Regions from separate parts of the Capra hircus genome. Here region 2 is linked to region 1. Evidence: chromatin contacts called from public Hi-C data. All regions are on one chromosome and are shown on one strand. Each heading gives the region's core, a stretch centred on a gene start, on an enhancer-like site or on the middle of the called end of the contact. The rest is flanking DNA. Distances are from core to core; before and after follow the strand shown.

The links. A called contact is a pair of places that touch in the nucleus more often than the background predicts.
Region 2: a Hi-C map of blood shows a contact between it and region 1, with 5 times the contacts expected there. The contact joins the promoter of EFHC1 here to the enhancer-like site in region 1. A contact is called at or near these places in 4 of 5 Hi-C or Micro-C datasets (blood and liver).

Annotation. Positions count from the first base shown.
Region 1 is chr23:24,109,118-24,115,334 of ARS1.2, reverse strand. No RefSeq gene overlaps it. Among named protein-coding and RNA genes, the nearest start is that of TMEM14A, 5.7 kb to the right of the region's middle. Within about 2 kb of position 3,889, at least 5 of the 5 cell types and tissues checked have an H3K27ac peak or open chromatin away from gene starts, as enhancers often do.
Region 2 is chr23:24,321,796-24,328,012 of ARS1.2, reverse strand. It overlaps EFHC1 (EF-hand domain-containing protein 1), which reads left to right and starts at 3,555. Exons shown (of 12, transcript XM_018039281.1): 1 at 3,555-4,876; 2 at 5,040-5,200. It overlaps LOC108633557 (a long non-coding RNA gene), which reads left to right and starts at 532. Exons shown (of 2, transcript XR_001917138.1): 1 at 532-856; 2 at 1,769-2,815.

The DNA of each region.
Region 1 (6,217 bases), core at 2,640-5,139:
ATTTATTAGAGATGCTGCTTAAACTTGCTCTAATAATTGGTATGAAGTATAAGACGAAAGGAGAGGAAGAGGCTGAAACTTTCCTTTCTTTACGTTTGGACCCAATTTCACCTTTACAGTGAGTCCTACTACACTGATGAGTGGATTTTCAGAATGTTTCTCCATTGCATGTTTCCAAATGTTATCATGCCCTCTTTTTCGACCGAAGTCTTCTCTTGGGACTTTTTCTTTTAAATTAAAAACACTGTTTAAAATGCATGATCAGAGCAACATTAAAGTAATGAGAAAAGGCAGCCTTATCGGATAAGATAATCTGCTTTTCCTCAAAGATGCCATTTTTATTGCATTAAGGGTTGCTTGCTCAGAGATCTGAAGAAGAAACACAAATTAACTCTGTACATCAAGTCCTCTTTCTCACATCTGTTTGATTTTTACACTACTAGTACAGAATTGGCTCCATGGAGACCCATAGAATAGAAAAAATGAGCTATCTTTAATATTTTTTTTTTATTCCAAGAAATCTTTAGGGAAAGATGAAGTTAGACAGAGATGCTAGTGAATGAATGTAAATCCATTTTACCATTCTTTTACTGCTAAGCAGGACAGGTCAGGAGTCATCTCCTCTGAAACAGAGGCACTTGTGGATTTAAGCATACACAGATGCAAAGCATTCAACTCCAGTTAAGAACAACCAATGGAAACAAAGCAATGCACAAGGTTACCTCTCACCCCATAATGGAAATTTCCCTTCAGCAACACCTGGAGGCTGCAGTCAAGACGATTTAAATAAAAGACTCAGAGGCAGGAAACCCATCAGCCCAGCTCTTTATGAACACTGCTTGTTGCTGCACCAATTTACTCTGCCTCTAATTCACTATTCTCTACTCCCACCCTCCTTTGGGTCTCACCAGGCATGGAGCCCTTCCCATCCAGCCCCCCTGCAAGGGCCTTTGCTCAGGCATTCCTGCTGCCTGCAATGAGGACCCCCCTGACTCCTTGCTGCTGGCTCCCTCTCAGACTTCAGGTTTCAATTATAATATCCCTTCCCACTCCCCTTGCTCCAGAGTCAGTCTCTAACTCTGAATCCTATTCTCAGACTCCTATTCCAGGGCTTGACATCTGTTGCGGGGCATCCCACAGGTCTGCAAGCCCTGTAGTTGTTCAGCCTCGAGACCAAAGAAACAGCCTGGAGACAGCGACAGAGACAGGGGTGGTTTATTGGACGGGGGAATCCTACCAAGGGTCCTGGAGCGACAACTCAACACAACCAGTGGACAGGACATGGCAACAGCCTTTGCTACTCAGGGGAGGAGGAGGCTACCATACACAGGGAGAATTGATGTCTGTTGCCAGGGACTAATTAAGCCCTATAATTAAGAGGACTGAGTATTTATGTGAGTGAAGTAGGGGCTGGTGGAGCAGGGGATGTACAAAGAGCAAGAGAACAGCCATCCAAAATGGCCTGACCATATAACATCAAACAGATAATTATTTGTGAAATTAATAAATGTTTTCTCTGAAAACTTAATAAGTGCTTCCTCCAGCTAGAAGAGTAGATACCCTAACATTCCTTAGGACAATTTCAGTGACTAATAAAAACTGACTACATTTTTCTTTTGGCCTCACCGTGTGGCTTGTGGGATCTTAGTTCGCCGACCAGAGATAGAACCCCTGCCCCTTGCTTTGGGAGCACAGAGTCTTAACCACTGAACCTCCAGGAAAGTCCTGACTACAGTTTTAATTAAACACGCACACCCATATGGTATCTAAATACAGAGACTACAGTGATCAGCTCAAGCCATTCGGGATCTGAGACTACTTTCTGATGATGATATGTAGGCTACTCATTTAAGCATTCAGTGATCTGCGAGCCAGACCTGACCACTCTTGTTTCACAGCTGTTTTCCTCCTCCACTCACTTCCATGCATCTATTCTCTGTCCCAGTCACCCATCAGAGACATCTCTACTGCCTTATGTGTCATAAGGACCACTGAAAGTAGATTTTAAAGTCTTGGAAAGCAAGGACCACTCTTTTAATAGTAATAGCAAACACTATTGAGTATTTCTTCTGTACCAGTCAAAATGTTATGTGCTTTCCTGTATTAATAAAATATGCAGTGGAGCCATGATGGGAGCCCACGCACGACGACTGCAGAGACGGTATACACACTCTTCTTTAACCTGGATCGACACTTCTCAGCTGTCAGCATGAGCTCTGGCAAGCTGCCTCAGTTTCCTCTTCTGTAGAACGACTCAGTATCTATCTTAGACGGTTACTGAGAGGATTAAATGCTTAGAAGGTGGCCGGCCCACTAGACTCATTAAATGTTAGTTGTTATCATTATTGTTTACAATTATTCCAGGAAACCTCTCAGTCCTGGTCTTAGCACAGAAAGTCCCCTGTTCTAGGCAAAAGTTCAAAATGAGTCTAGAAGGCAGGCGTAGGTAAACGAGTCAGAGGTACCTTGCTCATTCTCCACCGCCTGCCTCTTTCAGAGCCCACCTTAAAATTTCCCCTTATATCCTGGAACTGACCCTTCCCCTCGCCACAATATTTCAAGAACCTGTACTCCTTAGTCTACAGGTCGCAGTGCAGAAAGCATTACTTTTTTTGTACATTCTTTTACGCAGACCACCGATCTGTTTTTCTGAGCAAATTATTTGGTGTCAGACCGTTCGTCAATCTATCAAGGTTTAAAAAGTCCCGGCTACCTGAGCGAAACGAGAGCATCTAGTGCCCCCTGCCGCCTTTCGCAGGTAAGGCACCCAAACAAGAAACTCGACTTGCGCTTCAGTTCAGTTCAGTCGCTCAGTCGTGTCCGACTCTTTGCGACCCCATGAATCGCAGCACGCCAGGCCTCCCTGTCCATCACCAACTCCTGGAGTTCACTCAAACTCATGTCCATTGAGTCAGTGATGCCATCCAGCCATCTCATCCTCTGTCGTCCCCTTCCCCTCCTGCCCCCAATCCCTCCCAGCATCAGGGTCTTTTCCAATGAGTCAACTCTTGGCATGAGGTGGCCAAAGTACTGGATCTTCAGCTTTAGCATCATTCCTTCCAAAGAAATCTCAGGGCTGATCTCCTTCAGAATGGACTGGTTGGATCTCCTTGCAGTCCAAGGGACTCTCAAGAGTCTTCTCCAACACCACAGTTCAAAAGCATCAATTCTTTGGCGCTCAGCCTTCTTCACAGTCCAACTCTCACATCCATACCTGACCACAGGAAAAACCATAGCCTTGACTAGACGGACCTTAGTCGGCAAAGTAATGTCTCTGCTTTTGAATATGCTATCTAGGTTGGTCATCAAGTTCTAAATAGAAATCGGTAAAAAATATAAATCCTAAAAATTCTATAATAATATATAAATAAATAGAAATAAAATAGAAATAAATAAAATAGAAATCCTAAATAAATAAATAGAAATCGTAAATAAATAAAATAGAAATCCTAAAATTGAAGTTAAGATTCCCGTTTTATCTTTTCTAGAATTCAATGCCCTGAAATTCATCTGTTTACTTCGCCTATGCAAAAAAAAAAAAAAAAAAGTCTGGCTTAATTGTACTTTTCTCTTTTACCTTTGCTTTCCTTGAATTCGACTGTAGCTGTTTTGACTTGGGGATTTATTTGTACTGGTTTTTGTCTTACTCTTGGCTCGCTTTCACTTCCCTGAAGCCTGAGGCTAATGCCCGGTTGAGGCGTCGGCTGGCAGAGGCGACCTCCGCCGGCTTCACCGGCCTCGGGAACCCTCCGACGCGCTCTGAGAACCTTCTGACCCGCCCGGAGAACCCTCTGACGCGTGTTGACCACTCAGCTTTCTCAGACACCGAACTTCCCCGGATTTATAGAGGCCCCGTTGGAGCCAATGGGACGCCAGCGCACGACTGAGTGGCTGATGAGCTCGACCAATGACCATGCGAGTTAGGTGATATGGGCCCGCCCACCTCGGCCGTAGAAGCGGTCTGCTGGTCGCTCACGACCAAAAGAGATGGTCCCGACTATGGTCTGGCCTGTGACCGGTGCCCATTAGCGGGCTCTGCGGCGTCCTCGCCGGGGAGGGTACAGCTGGATCTGCCATGGGGGTCAGAAGCAGGTCAGGGCGAGCAGCCTGTGGAGACGATGCGCCCAGCCGAGAACAGGCACGGGGCCTCCAGAGAACCTTCGAAGAGCGAGCAGGTCGCGGGTAGGGGCTGGGAAACTCGAGAGTCCCTGGGTGGCCTTGGGCATCGTCCCCATGCCGCCTGGCCTAGAGGGTAGGAGGCCGGGAGTGAAGTGTGCACTCGGACTGGGGCTGAGCCAAGTCCTGCGGTGCCCCAGCCAAGACCTCCATCCCCCCGCACGTTCTCCCCTCCAGCTGGGAACGGACTCACCTTGTGACCGCAGTCTCTGCCCCAGGAAGCCCACGTTTCCTGATAGCGACATCTGAGCACAGAGGAAGACAGGGATAGACGGTAGCACTTTGATAAGAGGGTGTCTTCCAGTTGTGACCGCTGGCCCGGCCAGGTTGCCCTTTCTTTCCCCTCCCAGCCTGGAGGGGCTGCGGTCTTGAGTTTTGTTAGGGCCTCGGTGGAGTTGAGATCTCAGTAAGGAGGTGGTGTAGCTGTCTTTCCAGAATGAAATCTTTCATCCTCAGGGTGAGTGAGAATGGACTTTTGCTGCGGATTGTGGCTTTATTTGTAATCCTTCCAGTGAAAACTTTGGGAGATCCAGCCCTTCCTTAGCTCGTGGATTTCTAGTAAGACATTCAAAGCTCATGACTTCCTTGTAAGACTTCTTGTGGCCATGTGTCTCACCCGACCTTTTCAGAAAATTGTTCATTGGTGACATAAACTTGGACACCCAGCCTGTGTATTAACTGTCATGTTTTGTATCAGGAGAGTGCTAGTTTTAACTTTTTTTTTTTAATAACACTGAGTATTGTGACCATGTTTTCTAAGAGGTCAGATAACGAAAATGAGAACGACCAACGCAAAAAAGGCTAAACAACTGTGTTACGTTAACTTCCCTGGTGGCTCAGACGGTAAAGCGCCTGCCTATAATGCAGGAGCTGCTGCTGCTAAGTCGCTTCAGTGGTGTCCGACTCTGTGCGACCCCATAGACGGCAGCCCACCAGGCTCCTCCGTCCCTGGAATTCTCCAGGCAAGAACACTGGAGTGGGTTGCCATTTCCTTCTCCAAGGCATGAAAGTGAAAGTGAAGTTGCTCAGTCATGTCGGACTCTTAGCAACTGCATGGACTGTAGCCCACCAGGATCCTCCATCCATGGGATTTTCCGGGCAAGAATACTGGAGTCGGGTATCAGTCGAGAAGATCTCCTGGAGAAGGAATTGGCAACCCACTCCAGTATTCTTGCCTGGAAAATCCCATGGATAGAGAAGCCTGGTAGGCTACAGTCCATGGGGTCGCTAAGAGTCAGACACAACTGAGCAACGTGACTTTCACTCTTACGTTAACAGCAAATGGAAGGACACATACAGTTGGATCGAAAGGGGTGGATGGTGGTAAATAATCCACACAGAGCATCCTGTACAGTGTGTGAGAAAGACTTTGGGATTGGGCATAGTGGAGAAGGGGATGTGAAAGCACATTTGGAGATTGAACCTGGCAAGTTCAGAATGAGAGAGGTGAGTGCTTCCAAACAAACCAAAAAGTGTTGTCTTTTGGGAAAATGAAATCAGCCTTCAGTTAAAAGTGTCGACAGCAGCTACTGAATTAGGGTGGGTGTCCTACCTGAACAGACATGCCTTGTCCTTTGGGTGCTTTGATTATTTTATGAAACTGAGTACAGTCACTTTTCCTGATTCAGAGGCAGTGACCAAAATATCCTGTGGTTATATGATGAATTTACAGATGTCAGCAGCTGGGCTGTCACAACAAGCCTGTGGAAACAGTGGGTGGACGTTTTTGAAGAAATGAATTCCTACAAATCTAAAAACTTGTCGTTGCTAATAAGTAAAATTCCAAGTATTCCATGTTCAAACATTTGTGTTGAGTGGATATTTAGCTTAATGTCATCACATTGGACTGAGCCTCAGTGTCACATGAGTGTGAGAACAGAGCTGCAGGTCAGAGAGAATTTGACTCTTGATCGTGTTTATCCAGTTTTACCACTGCATCAAAGAGAAGGATATCCTGAAGGCTGCAAGCAACTCAGAAAACTATTATTGGAAAAGAAGACAGAAAGAATGAAAGTATTCTACCATATCTTGGGACAGAAAG
Region 2 (6,217 bases), core at 2,306-4,805, 210 kb before region 1:
ACAGGGAGAACCGCCCCCCTCGCCACCCACACCCACTAAAGGAAGGCGCAGATCTGTAGTCTCACGTGTAAACGCAGTGGAGATACTCCGGGAAGCTTATCACGCGTGTGGTGGGAGGATAAACGCAGAGAAGACGTTCGGAACAGCCGGTCCCAGCGCTGCTAATCCGACCCAGCCCGGTGAAGCCGGGGCACCTGGGCCACCTTGGCGAGTTCCCTCTGGGGTCCTGGCCTCTTCTCATCTCCCACAGCCACCCACCCACCTGCCACGGCTGCAAAGTCACAGTCTGCTCACCATCCCCGTGGTGTCAAAAGGAGGTGGTGACCGCGGGAACCGGACCCCAGTCCAGGGCGCTGAGGGAGACCCTGACCCCCAGCCTCCTCCACAGCACACAGGCGAAATGGGTGCCTTTCCGTAACCCAGACTCAGGGTTTGGAGTCCCTCCTACCTGCTAAAGGGATGTGGGGTGTGTGGGTGTTTGTGTGTGTCTGTGTCTTTGTGTCTGTTCTGTGTGCATCTATGTGTGTGTGTGTGTTTGTGTGTGTCTGTGTCTTTGTGTCTGTTCTGTGTGCATCTATGTGTGTGTGTGTGTGTCTTTGTGTGTCTATGAGATGCTTTTTGAGAGTTTGGAGAGTCCAAGAAGAATGCGGAAAGAAAGACTTACGTGATAGCTACCAAGCTTCCTAAATGTTACACAGGCTTTAAAATGCCTAACACACTTGCCCCTTTCTCTGTCTTCAGTTGATCATCCATCATTTTTCCAGTTCCCTGTCTCTCTTCAAACAGACCATTCAGAAGAGTCCCCCAGACCACACTAATGGCAGTCACTGGGCACTTCCCACAGGTCTCAGAGCTGGTAAGTGGTAGAATCAGGGCCCAGCCCCAGGCCATCTGGCTCCAGAGTCCATACTTTTTAAAAAATTTTTTAACTTTTTATTATAGAAAATTTCAATATATACAAAAGTAGACAGAAGTATTTAGTGAAGTGTTTAATCATGTCAACAAAGGTCAACTAATGGGCAATCTGGCTTCATCTACCCTGACTCACTTCTCACATTATTTTAAAGCAAATAGCAGACATGTTATCGTTTTCTCGATGAAGACATTCTTGCAAAACCACCATACCGATCATTTCTAAAATACAGGAGAACAATTCTTGGACATTCTCATGTTCAAATTCCCAGCAGTCTCATTAATGCCATCGTTATTTTTAAAGTGCATTTGTTTACATTAGAATCTCAACAGGGCCCACACATTGCAGCTGGTTGATTTGTTACTGAAGACTTTTAATCTATTGGTTTCCCTTCCACTTCACTTTTTGTCCCCTTCTCTGCAATTCATTTGTTGGCAAAAAAGGGTCGTCTGTCCTGAAGAGCTTTCTACAGTCAATACTTTGAACCGACACATCATTCTGCTTCCAGGGAGCTATGATACGGACTCCTCCTTATGTAAGATTTCAGAGAGGGGACAGCTCTAGAGCCGAGACCCCCTGAGGCTCCCAATTCCATAAAGTCATAGCTGAAATCTATACCTGTGAGTATATGCTTTTGGGGAAGGCAGGACAGCTTTCGCTAGGTTTTCAAAGCAATTAATGATCACTATTTCTGGCCCAGCCTTCTCAATGTAGAGATGAAAAAAACCAAAAACACATGTAAGGAAAAAAAAAACTCATGTAAGTTGTCCAAGTTCATAGAAATATTCATGACTCAGGGAGGACGTGAACGTGGCTCTCAGCACTCTCAACACGGCTTGTTACTTTCCGTCTCAGGCTGCTTACGTTCTGTTCCATGCTGGGTACATTCTGTTCCACGCTGCACATGTGAGAGGAGAGAAGGATGAAGAATGGATCGAGATGTTGAGTGGGAGAGGAGGAGACATCTCCCCACGTTCAAGGTTGCCATTTACCTGAATCAGCGGATTCACGTCCTGTCTGCATTTGGAATTCAAACCTGTAATTGATATTACTGTCCCATCACTCTAACACATCTCTTTCTCCATCCTGTGAAATACCAAGGCAGAGAGGTCTCAAAAACAGGATGCCAGAATCAATGATCCCTCACATGCTGAAGGAGGAATATCTTTCCCAGCTGTGCGAGGATTGGGATTAAGTGTAAGAGATACCCAGTTAGTAACCAGTCATTCACCCATGTTTCTTTAATCTCTTTTGACCTGGGGGTTTTGCATCAGTAAAATGAGGGGCTGGGTGGTGTTAATCACTTTCCAAGTGTTTTTGACTCTGACCACAGTAATACCCACAATACCAATGGGTGTATTTAAATACATCTTAAAATGTGTTTCCACTGAATTTCACCCACTCAACATTTGATGCATCCTGATAATTAATATTCTATTTCTTTTTAAAAACTAAATTCTGGTTGTCATGATCATTAAGATGATTTAAAGACCTGGTAAAGGGGATACACTGGCAGTTTGAAAAGTATCGGGTGATTTTCAAGTATTCATTTACTTGGTCAATCGTTTTATAACTGTTTACTGAGTATTTATGAGGTGCCAGACACTGTGATGGAAGCTGAGATAAATGCCACTGAACAAAGGACTTATCCTTGGGAAACTTACATACTGTGGAGTCTCTAACTCTGTGAAGTTGTGTTTGATAGAAATTTTCATAGGGAAGGGAATTCCAAGTGAATCAGTTAAGATAATAGAATGGGTTTGACTTAGAGGAAAAAGCATCAGAAGTACAATTTTTTTTCAACCCTCTAGAAGGAACCCACTGCAAGACTAAAATAGTCTAAACTTAAATTGTGTGATTTTTGTGTCAAATGAAGATTTCCTGTGTCCTAAACCTTCAGAATCAGCTTGGAAATCACTGTGTGTGTTTTTTCATACTTAGCAAAGATCACAGTGGTTGACCAGAATGTTTTGGTAGATTCCAGAGACCATGGAGTGATAGAAATGAAGGACAGAGAGCATCTGACCGAGGTACATGCCCTTGCAAGATGTCACCTCCATCAGTTTAGTTCAGTTCAGTCACTCAGTCGTGTTCGGCTCTTTTCGACCCCGTGGACTGCACCATGCCAGCCCCACTGTCCATCACCAACTCCCGGAGCTTGCTCAAACTCATGTCCATTGCATCGGTGATGCCATCCAACCATCTCATCCTCTGTCATCGCCTTCTTCTCCTGCCTTCAATCTTTCCCAGCGTCAGGGTCTTTTCAAAACAGTCAGTTCTTTGCATCAGGTGGCCAAAGCATCGGAGCTTCAGCTTCAGCTTCAGCATCAGTCCTTTCAATGAATATTCAGGACTGATTTCCTTTATAATTGACTGGTTTGATCACCTTGCAGTCCAAGGAACTCTCAAGAGTCTTCTTCAACACCACAGTTCAAAACTGTCAATTCTTTGGCGCTCAACTTTCTTTATAGTCCAACTCTCACATCCATATATGACAACTGGAAAAACCATAGCTTTGACTAGACGGAAACTTGTTGGCAAAGTAGTGTCTCTGCTTTTTAATATGCTGTCTAGGTTGGTCATAGCTTTTCTTCCAAGGAGCAACCGTCTTTTAATTTCATGGTTTCACTCACCGTCTGCAATGATTTTGAAGCCCAAGTCACCTCCGCGGCCACTCACTAGCAACACCACCCTCCCTGAGTTAACCTCCCTGAGTTTGCTTTCACACACCATGCTGTACCTCTTTTATCCAGCAGAGGACAGTAGTGCATCACAGTTATTGCAGAAAGCATGCAGGCTATTAATCCTGTGATTGTTAGGTACTAAAAAATAACAATGTCCCAGGATTGTAAACAAACTCTGGGTAAAAGCCAGCTCTGGGCAAAATGCTGGAAAAGGAGATTTATTTAGGCAACTGCTTTGCTCTGCTGTCCAACCTCTCCCATCAAGAGTCCCTGAGAGATGTCATCCTGCCCAAAATGCCCTCTTTCAGCTTTGGCCTCCTGGCAGTCTGATCTTCCCTAATTTTTCCATCCCCCAAGTTTCGTAGCACCCTGTAAGGTCATGCAACATCCTCGTGGCCTTCTGAGTCCAGGCTTTATGTTCAGCCTTCCACTTTAGCTGCCTGGGATGGTCAGGCTCCGACCCTCTCCTGTATATTCCACAAGGTGAGAAACGGTGAATGCAATCCATGCTGAATCATCATGTTTAGGAGAAATGGGATATAAACTCCTAATCACACACCCCCTTCTCAGGTTTCATGCAGTTTTCTGAAGCCCTGTCTTACCTACTCCCCCCAACCTTCTTCACAGACCTGTACCTGTGCTTCTTAACACAGATGCAATACTGCCTGGCTTCACCTCCTCAGAGGTGAAGTCATTTTTATGAGGCCACAGACCGAGAGAAGTTTCCTTCACCATGCATGTCTAGGTCTGAAAGTAGTTAAAACACTCTATTAGGGGTATCATAGTGTGCCCTTCTGGGAAAGAAAGGCATTTGACCAGAAGGCACTGCCCCAATGGGAACAGGTGCCATAAAGGACAAGAAACTTAGGAAGGACTCACCCTTTCCAAGCCCTGCAGGCTCTTTCCCTACCCAGCCCAGGGAACACAGACCCAAGTGCAACTCTGCACTGAGTCCAGGGGGGCTCTTCCAAGTGTATCCTAATGCCATGGATTTACTTTAATTAAGAGAAAGGGTGGTGGCAGGGTTGGGGGGGGGGATAGATCGTATAACTAGAAACAGTGTAAGTTTATCATGAAGAGTCAGCAAGGATCGTGGTTTCCAGTGATTCTGAGGCTGAACTTGCCATCTTGAAATATTCTCCCAGTGGCTGACTTCTGTCAAATGAGGGGAAAAAAAAAGCAAAACCTAAAAGTTGAGAATTATGTTTTATTCGGTGGACTTTTTGAGGACTCAAACCAGGAAGACAGCCTCTCAGCTCCAAGCAACAACCATAAAGAGGTAAGGGAGGAGCCAGGAGCTTTTGCAACAAAAAACAGGGGGTCAGAACATTTTAAAAAAATACTGTTAATTAAAACCAGACATCTCAAGTTAATGAATGAGTGCTTTTCTTTGTATGAGAAGATGCAAGAGTCTGGGCTCACTGAACTCATTCCTTTGATAGGCACCTTACCATCCTGGACCAGTATCCTGCTTTTCTCCATCCTAAATCCCCTCAGCATGCACAGCTGTGGATGACTTCTGTGACTGATGGCTTAATGGCTGCAACATCTTTTCATTTACTGATATGGCAGGTGACATCCTTTGTCCACACTGCCCTTCTAGGTCAGTGGCTAAGATAAAATGTAATGGTCAGATACTTGTAAAGTCTTTAGTGTCACTACAATGCATTGATTCAAAAAGTGTATTAAACACCTACATTAGGGCACTACACCAATAAAAAATAAAAATCTGGAAAGGTGAAAAAAGGAGTGGGGGACAAACATGGGAAATAGAAGTAGTTAGGGGATAGCAAGTGTTATCAGAAAAGAAACTCTGGGCAAGGTGTGGAGACAGCCACCAATAACTGCTTCACTGCCACTAGTGGACTGATGTCCTGGGCCCCCTGAGGTTTATGCCTGTTAGTGAAACCCATCAGGGGGATTTACTCCGACAAGCAGCAGTAAAACTAAAGCCTTTGTCTGTATTGGCAGCAAACCACCCATGACATGGATGCCTTTGGCGTGAAGCTTGCTACTCTATTGCACTCCGTTAAACTGGCTCATTCTCAGAAACAGCTGTTATAAAAATCAGATGCCTGGGCCCCATTTCAAACCCAGTGAATCCAATGTCCAGGCATCTGGATTTTGTTTTTCTTTTTAAGCTCTTCAGCGCTTCTGATAGCTTGTTTTTTCTTTCTTGAAGATGTTTCAAGAACAGGATTACATTTTTTAAGGGATAATAATTTAAACAAGTTTTGTAAAGAGTACCTACGGTTTTGACAATTTATCACCGCACTTATTTGCTTTTCTCCTATGACAAATTTTTCTTGGCAGATGTATTTCCCCTCGTGGGTCTGATCTTTTTATTGCAACTGTAGGTAGTGATACTAGAGACTCGGAGAATTGACAGGAGCGCCGTGTAGCTGTCCAGTCAACAAATACTGAGCGTCCTGCGGTGAATATGTAAGACCCCCCCCCCAAGGCCTGTGAAGGAGGGTGTAGAAATAGAATGTGCTGCGCTTAGTCGCTCAGTCATGTCCGACTCTTGGCGACCCCATGGACTGTATGTAGCCCGCCAGGCTCCTCTGTCCATGAGATTCTCCAGGAAAGAATACTGGAGTGGGTTGCCATTTCCTTCAAA